2 separate regions of the Mus musculus genome follow, and region 2 is linked to region 1. The links are chromatin contacts, called in public promoter capture Hi-C maps. All regions are on one chromosome and are shown on one strand. The core of a region is the stretch at or near the end of the contact, and the rest is flanking DNA. Distances in the headings are between cores, read along the strand shown.

Region 1 (2,790 bases), core at 142-2,641:
AACTCAGTAATCCTCCTGCCTCAGTCCCCAAGTGCTGGGATTAGATGTGAGCCACCATGTTGTCTTTCAGCGTTTACCACACACAGTACTGAGGCAAATGCCTGATGCAGGCTGCCTGAGCCAGTCCTCACTTCAGATGACTGCTTTCCTCCTCTCCCCTCCCCTCCCTCCCTCTCTCCCCTCCCTCCCTCCCTCCCTCCGGTTCTTTTTCCTGGGTACAGATATGGTGAGCAGTCAGAAGAGGGAGGCTAAAAAAATAAATAAATAAAAATAAAAATAAATTTAAAAAAGGAGCGAAACAGAGAAGCCCTGTCTCGAAAAAAAAAAAAAAAAAAAAAGAGGGAGGCTGCTGCTGTCAGCCTCCATCACGCTCCACCTGAGTTTCTGAGCCATGCTCCCTCAGTGAACCTGAAGCTCTCAGATTCACAGACTGGCTAGCTCCCACCCTGTCTCTGCGTCCCAAAGCTGAGCTAAACAGGTTGGAAACAACACAACCAGCTTGCCATGTGGGTGCTGGGGATCTCAACCTGGGCTCTCATGGGCCAAAAACAAGCACTTTATCCACCAATACATCTCCCCAGGCCCCGAGGTGACTAGTCAGGAATGATCAACATGGGAAAGAACTTCTAACTAAAAAGTAGACTGCAATCGTCAGGAGCAGGACTATGGGGAAAGTTGAACAGCTCTCCAGGCTGGTCACGAGATCTGAACAGTCATATGAGACTTAAAAAAACATACCTCAGAGTAGCCACAGCAAACTGTATCCACTGTATTGCAGGAAAAAGCTAAAGGAGGGAGGAAGGGAGAGGGAGAGAGAGAGGGAGAGAGAAAGAGTGAGTGAGTGAGTGTCAGTCTCTTACATTTAATGTTCAACCTAATTTCCCTTTTGGTGTTTATTAACCATTTCTTCAGCACAGACCTTCAAGTAGTGGAGCCTAAACAGGCCTGTGGAGGAAGGCAGGGCCTGTGCTGCCCTCAACCCAAGTCCTTAAAAAACACTCAAACGGTAAGAGAAACAGGGTAGTGAGCAGAGCAGACTGAATGAGAAAGCCAAGTTGAGGAAACTCCAGGAACAAGCATAAACAGAGAGGAAAGGCTAGCTAGCGTCTGAGGACAGACAGGTGAGAACACCAAGTAGGGCTGACTGACTGACAGAAAGTTTACAAGACAGAAAAGAAGGGAAATGATGACGAGGGGGAGAGGTATTAGTAAGGAGAGAGCCACTGTGAGTAAAACACGCAGCAGAAAGGACGAAGGGAGCGGAAATGGGGTGGGGGTGGGGGGTCAGCTTTTGACCTTACAGGCTCCCATCTGCCTTCCAGGCGGCTGGTCTCCAGTGGGAAGGCCATAAAGACTTCAGTTCCTGCTACCCTCCAAGCCCAGGCCCTTCTCAGTCAGGCTCTGAACAGGTAGCTCCACCCCTACCTCAGCTGGGCTCCACCCCATCTAATCCTGCCCTGTACCTTAAGGGCAGGAGGCTGAAGGGCCAAGGACAAAGCCAAAAATAGAAGAAGCAGGTGACAGAAGAAACCAAATTGTACCAAAGAGCATACACTGGCTGGACCGAGGCCCCCAACATATATGGAGCAGAGGGCTGCCTTGTCCTGCACCAGTGGGAGAAGATACCTAATCCTGAAGACTTGAAGTTCCAGGCTGGGGGCATACCCAGGGGGGCCCCACCCTCTCAGAGGCATAGGGGAAACACTTTGTAGGGGGGGCCTGAAGGGGGGCAATTGTGATACAAATAAATAAATAAATAAATAAAGCAAGAGGCAGGAACAATAAAAGGCAGAGAGCATTTTCACAATTAAGAAAATAAAACTTTCAAAAGAGAAATGGAACAGGGAAAAAAGGAAGAGAAAGAAATGGGGTAAAACAGAGGTCTGCTAAAACTTGTCCCTGTTTGGGGACACAGTGATTAAGGACGATGGCACATTCAATTAAAAGTTCTAGTAGTAGTGAAAATTACTAAGAGGTCATTAAATGTTTGTTATATTCAACATTAACATTATTATATCACACAATATGTATATATATATGTATTATATATACATATTGTATAAATCAATGTGTTATGGGAGACACAAAGACAAAGTCTAGACAGAGCCTTCCAGGAGCTTATATCACAGTGGGCAGTGGTCTGAGTACCAAGAACACAGTCTGGATAGGGTGACAGTGTATAGACGAGCCTGTGCACAGCTGTGGAGGGAGCTGGCAGAGCCTGGGGAAGAGGAAGTCAAAAGCTCTCATTGCTTTAACCATCCTTTCACATGTTCTGCAACATCTCTCTTGTGTCTAAGTGCTGGGGACTGAGCCCAGAGCCTGGCAAATGTCACACATGCATGCTGAGCACTAAGCTATGTCCCAACTCTTGACTATTTAGCAATCACTTGCATGGTAGGAGTTCATATCAGAGAGAGAGAGCAGTCTAGAGTGGAAGGGCAGATGCTGGTTAGTGGGAGATTTTAGTAACGGTCTTAAAGGTAATCTAAGTACTGGGAGGCATCCTCATCACAGATCAGTAGCAAAGAGTCTTGGGAACATTTGGAGGTCCCTAATGATGTCTACCTCCTAAGGGTGTGGAGACTAATGACTGTCACCAAGTGATAAGAAAATGATAAGAAAATGCTCTTGGACAAAAGGCTTCTTTGTTCCTCAAGACAAATGTTAGATTGTTCAGAGAACAGTCTACCGACTGTCAGCCTCAGAGAACCTTTCCCTTTGGCACATTCCTAAAGTGTCTATGCTACTGCCCTGCACGTGAGTGTGAGTGTGTGTGTGTGTGTATGT
Region 2 (2,790 bases), core at 80-2,579, 40 kb before region 1:
TGGAAGGCTCCTTAGCAGAGGTGCTGCAGGTCAAGGGGAGGGTACCCCTGACTGAGCTGAGGAGTTTGAGAGCCCCAGCCCTGCTCCTTCTTCTCTTCACTTCTTCTTTTCCTAGCTTTTCTTCTCGGTTTCTTCTGATGAGAAAGCCACTCCATGCAGTAAGACTCATAAAGGAGATTTATTAAAGGGGAGAATCCTGGAGGAGAAGGGATGGATGAATCCAGGAAAGGCTGCGGCTTGCTTGCAAGGACTCACATCCTAAGCTTGGGAGCTCAGGGATTGGTGGCCTTTTTCACCCACTTTTCCCTGCATTGCATCCAAGGGTCAGGCTAGGGAGTCCTTCCTGGCTTCAGCTGGCTTTTGCTCCACGTCTGTGGGGCTGCTCAGAGAGGCTGAGAGGAGGTGTGGTAGGCCATGGATAGCTCCTGAGGGGCCTCTCTTGCTGAGGTGGGAAAGGCTCCAGTGCTGGCTGTTGGCTGAGATGTCCTGTTGGGGCCATTTTGACAGGAGCTGCCATTTTTAACAATTCCTGAAGTGGCATTTTACTTTGGCTGTAGGCTGGGGTGGGAAGGAGGAGCCAGCCACTGCTTTGAGAGGTTTTGTGGTGTGCCACTTATAGACTAAAAGCACTCCCCCTTTATCATACATGTTTATATATGTAAGATTAATGTACTGTGTCCCATAAGATACACAAATAAGATATCGTGTGAAGACTTAGTGTGTCTGTGTGCACACCTGAATGAGTTCAGCTCATGTGACCCGTGTACACATGGGTACATAGAGGCTAGAAGAAAGGCTAACACATGTAATCTTATAAGCTGCCAGGACCATGAGGAAGATTAAGAGTTTCAGGCGACCTGGCGCAACACTAGCACATAAACAAAGACACACATATAACCACACATAACCTTAGGGAATCAGTGTGTTGGGGCTAGGCCTTTGAGATGCCAGCTACTGTGGACATGTTAGCAGGAGGCTACCATGCATCTTCCATGGCCTCTGAGAAACTGGGTCTGGAGGCTGTGAAGGGCGATGCTATTCTTCTCCACAGGCCGCGCCCCTAGCTCCTCTGTGCTCCATCATACAGCTCAGGGGCTTGACCTCTCAGTCTGGTCTCCTAAATCTGTGATTATCCATCACACTTCTCAGAGCTCAAAACCTGCCCTGGGTTAGAACGCTCCTGTCTACAGAGCAAGGGTCTTGGAGGTCAGGAAACAGATATAACAGAGTATGCCCACCTAGGGGATCTCCAAGCTCCTTGATTTGGAACATTTGGGGTTAGCTGAGCAACTGACAACAGGAAGAGTTGAGAGCAGTGGGGGAGGGGTGTTCCGTGTGTGGCTCCTGCTGAGTCAGGTACAGTCAAGGTACAGTCCCACACTGTAGTAGAGGCACCTCTCTCCATCTTGTCAAAAGGACTTAGAGATGGCGTACAGGAGCTGACTTTGAAAGAAGCAACCAAGAACAGAAACTGTCTGAAAGGTCACAGAGGTCAGAGTCACCAGGACAAGACCTAGCCAGAAAGCTGAGCTCACGGAGGTGGGGAGGAACCAACACTTAAAACACGCAGCATCGATGTAGGGATAATACCCGGGCCTCCAGATCAGGAGAGCTACTGCTGTCATTGACATTCAACACGCAGGCCCCACTGAATCAGCTGAGTCAGAAGGATCATGGCAGACTCAGCCACAGCGAGACATTCAGCGTCCACGTTCTCTTTCAAGTAGAGCCCCATGCGGCTTTGTAAGAGGTTGGAGGAACACGTCAGACTTGGCCTCCCCAGATGGAGCGACTAAAGCTGGGGAAAATCCCAGAGCACTGGTGTATCAGGCTGGTGGCCATGTTGCTCTTGGCAATAATTTTTCTCCCGAGCACGTTCTGTGACATTGGATCTGTATATAATTCTTCCTATGAAACTGTCATCCCTGAGAGACTGCCAGGCAAGGGGGGGAAAGACCCTGGAGGGAAGGTGTCCTACATGCTATTGATGCAAGGCCAAAAGCAGCTGCTTCACCTCGAGGTAAAGGGACACTACCCTGAGAATAACTTCCCAGTCTACAGTTACCACAATGGCATCCTGAGGCAAGAAATGCCTCTCCTCTCCCAGGACTGCCACTATGAAGGCTACATGGAAGGGGTGCCAGGCTCCTTTGTTTCTGTCAACATCTGTTCAGGCCTCAGGGGGGTCTTGATTAAAGAGGAAACATCCTATGGCATTGAGCCCATGCTCTCTTCCAAAAACTTTGAACATGTCCTCTACACCATGGAGCATCAGCCTGTGGTCTCCTGCAGTGTCACTCCCAAAGACAGCCCTGGGGACACCAGCCATCCACCAAGGAGCAGGAAGCCCGATGACCTACTGGTTCTGACTGACTGGTGGTCACACACCAAGTATGTGGAGATGTTTGTGGTGGTCAACCACCAGCGGTTCCAGATGTGGGGCAGTAACATCAACGAGACGGTCCAGGCAGTAATGGACATCATTGCTCTGGCCAACAGCTTCACTAGGGGGATAAACACAGAGGTGGTGCTGGTGGGCCTGGAAATCTGGACAGAGGGGGACCCGATAGAGGTCCCAGTGGACCTGCAGACCACACTCAGGAATTTCAACTTCTGGAGACAGGAGAAACTCGTGGGCCGGGTCAGGCACGATGTGGCACACTTGATCGTCGGGCATCGCCCAGGAGAGAACGAGGGCCAGGCGTTTCTCCGTGGTGCCTGTTCGGGTGAGTTTGCGGCGGCCGTGGAGGCCTTCCATCATGAAGATGTCCTCCTGTTCGCGGCTCTCAT

Evidence for each region. Promoter capture Hi-C pulls out the DNA fragments that hold promoters and counts their contacts.
Region 2: a promoter capture Hi-C map of macrophages shows a contact between it and region 1, with 6 read pairs. The contact joins the promoter of Adam1b here to the promoter of Tmem116 in region 1. A contact is called at or near these places in 1 of 39 promoter capture datasets (macrophages), 2 of 484 Hi-C or Micro-C datasets (embryonic stem cells and pachytene spermatocytes), 11 of 115 datasets of contacts at active chromatin or transcription factors (the 230-238 cell line, the SCID.adh cell line, bone marrow-derived macrophages and 6 more) and 3 of 9 other capture datasets (adipose tissue, liver and pancreatic islet).

The regions. Positions count from the first base shown.
Region 1 is chr5:121,461,782-121,464,571 of GRCm38.p6, reverse strand. It overlaps Tmem116 (transmembrane protein 116), which reads right to left and starts at 1,391. Exons shown (of 11, transcript NM_001161627.1): 1 at 1,302-1,391; 2 at 739-785. The coding sequence starts at 1,349.
Region 2 is chr5:121,501,974-121,504,763 of GRCm38.p6, reverse strand. Adam1b (a disintegrin and metallopeptidase domain 1b) reads left to right here and starts at 1,329. Exons shown (of 1, transcript NM_172125.3): 1 at 1,329-2,790. The coding sequence starts at 1,784. It also overlaps a transcript of Tmem116 not described here.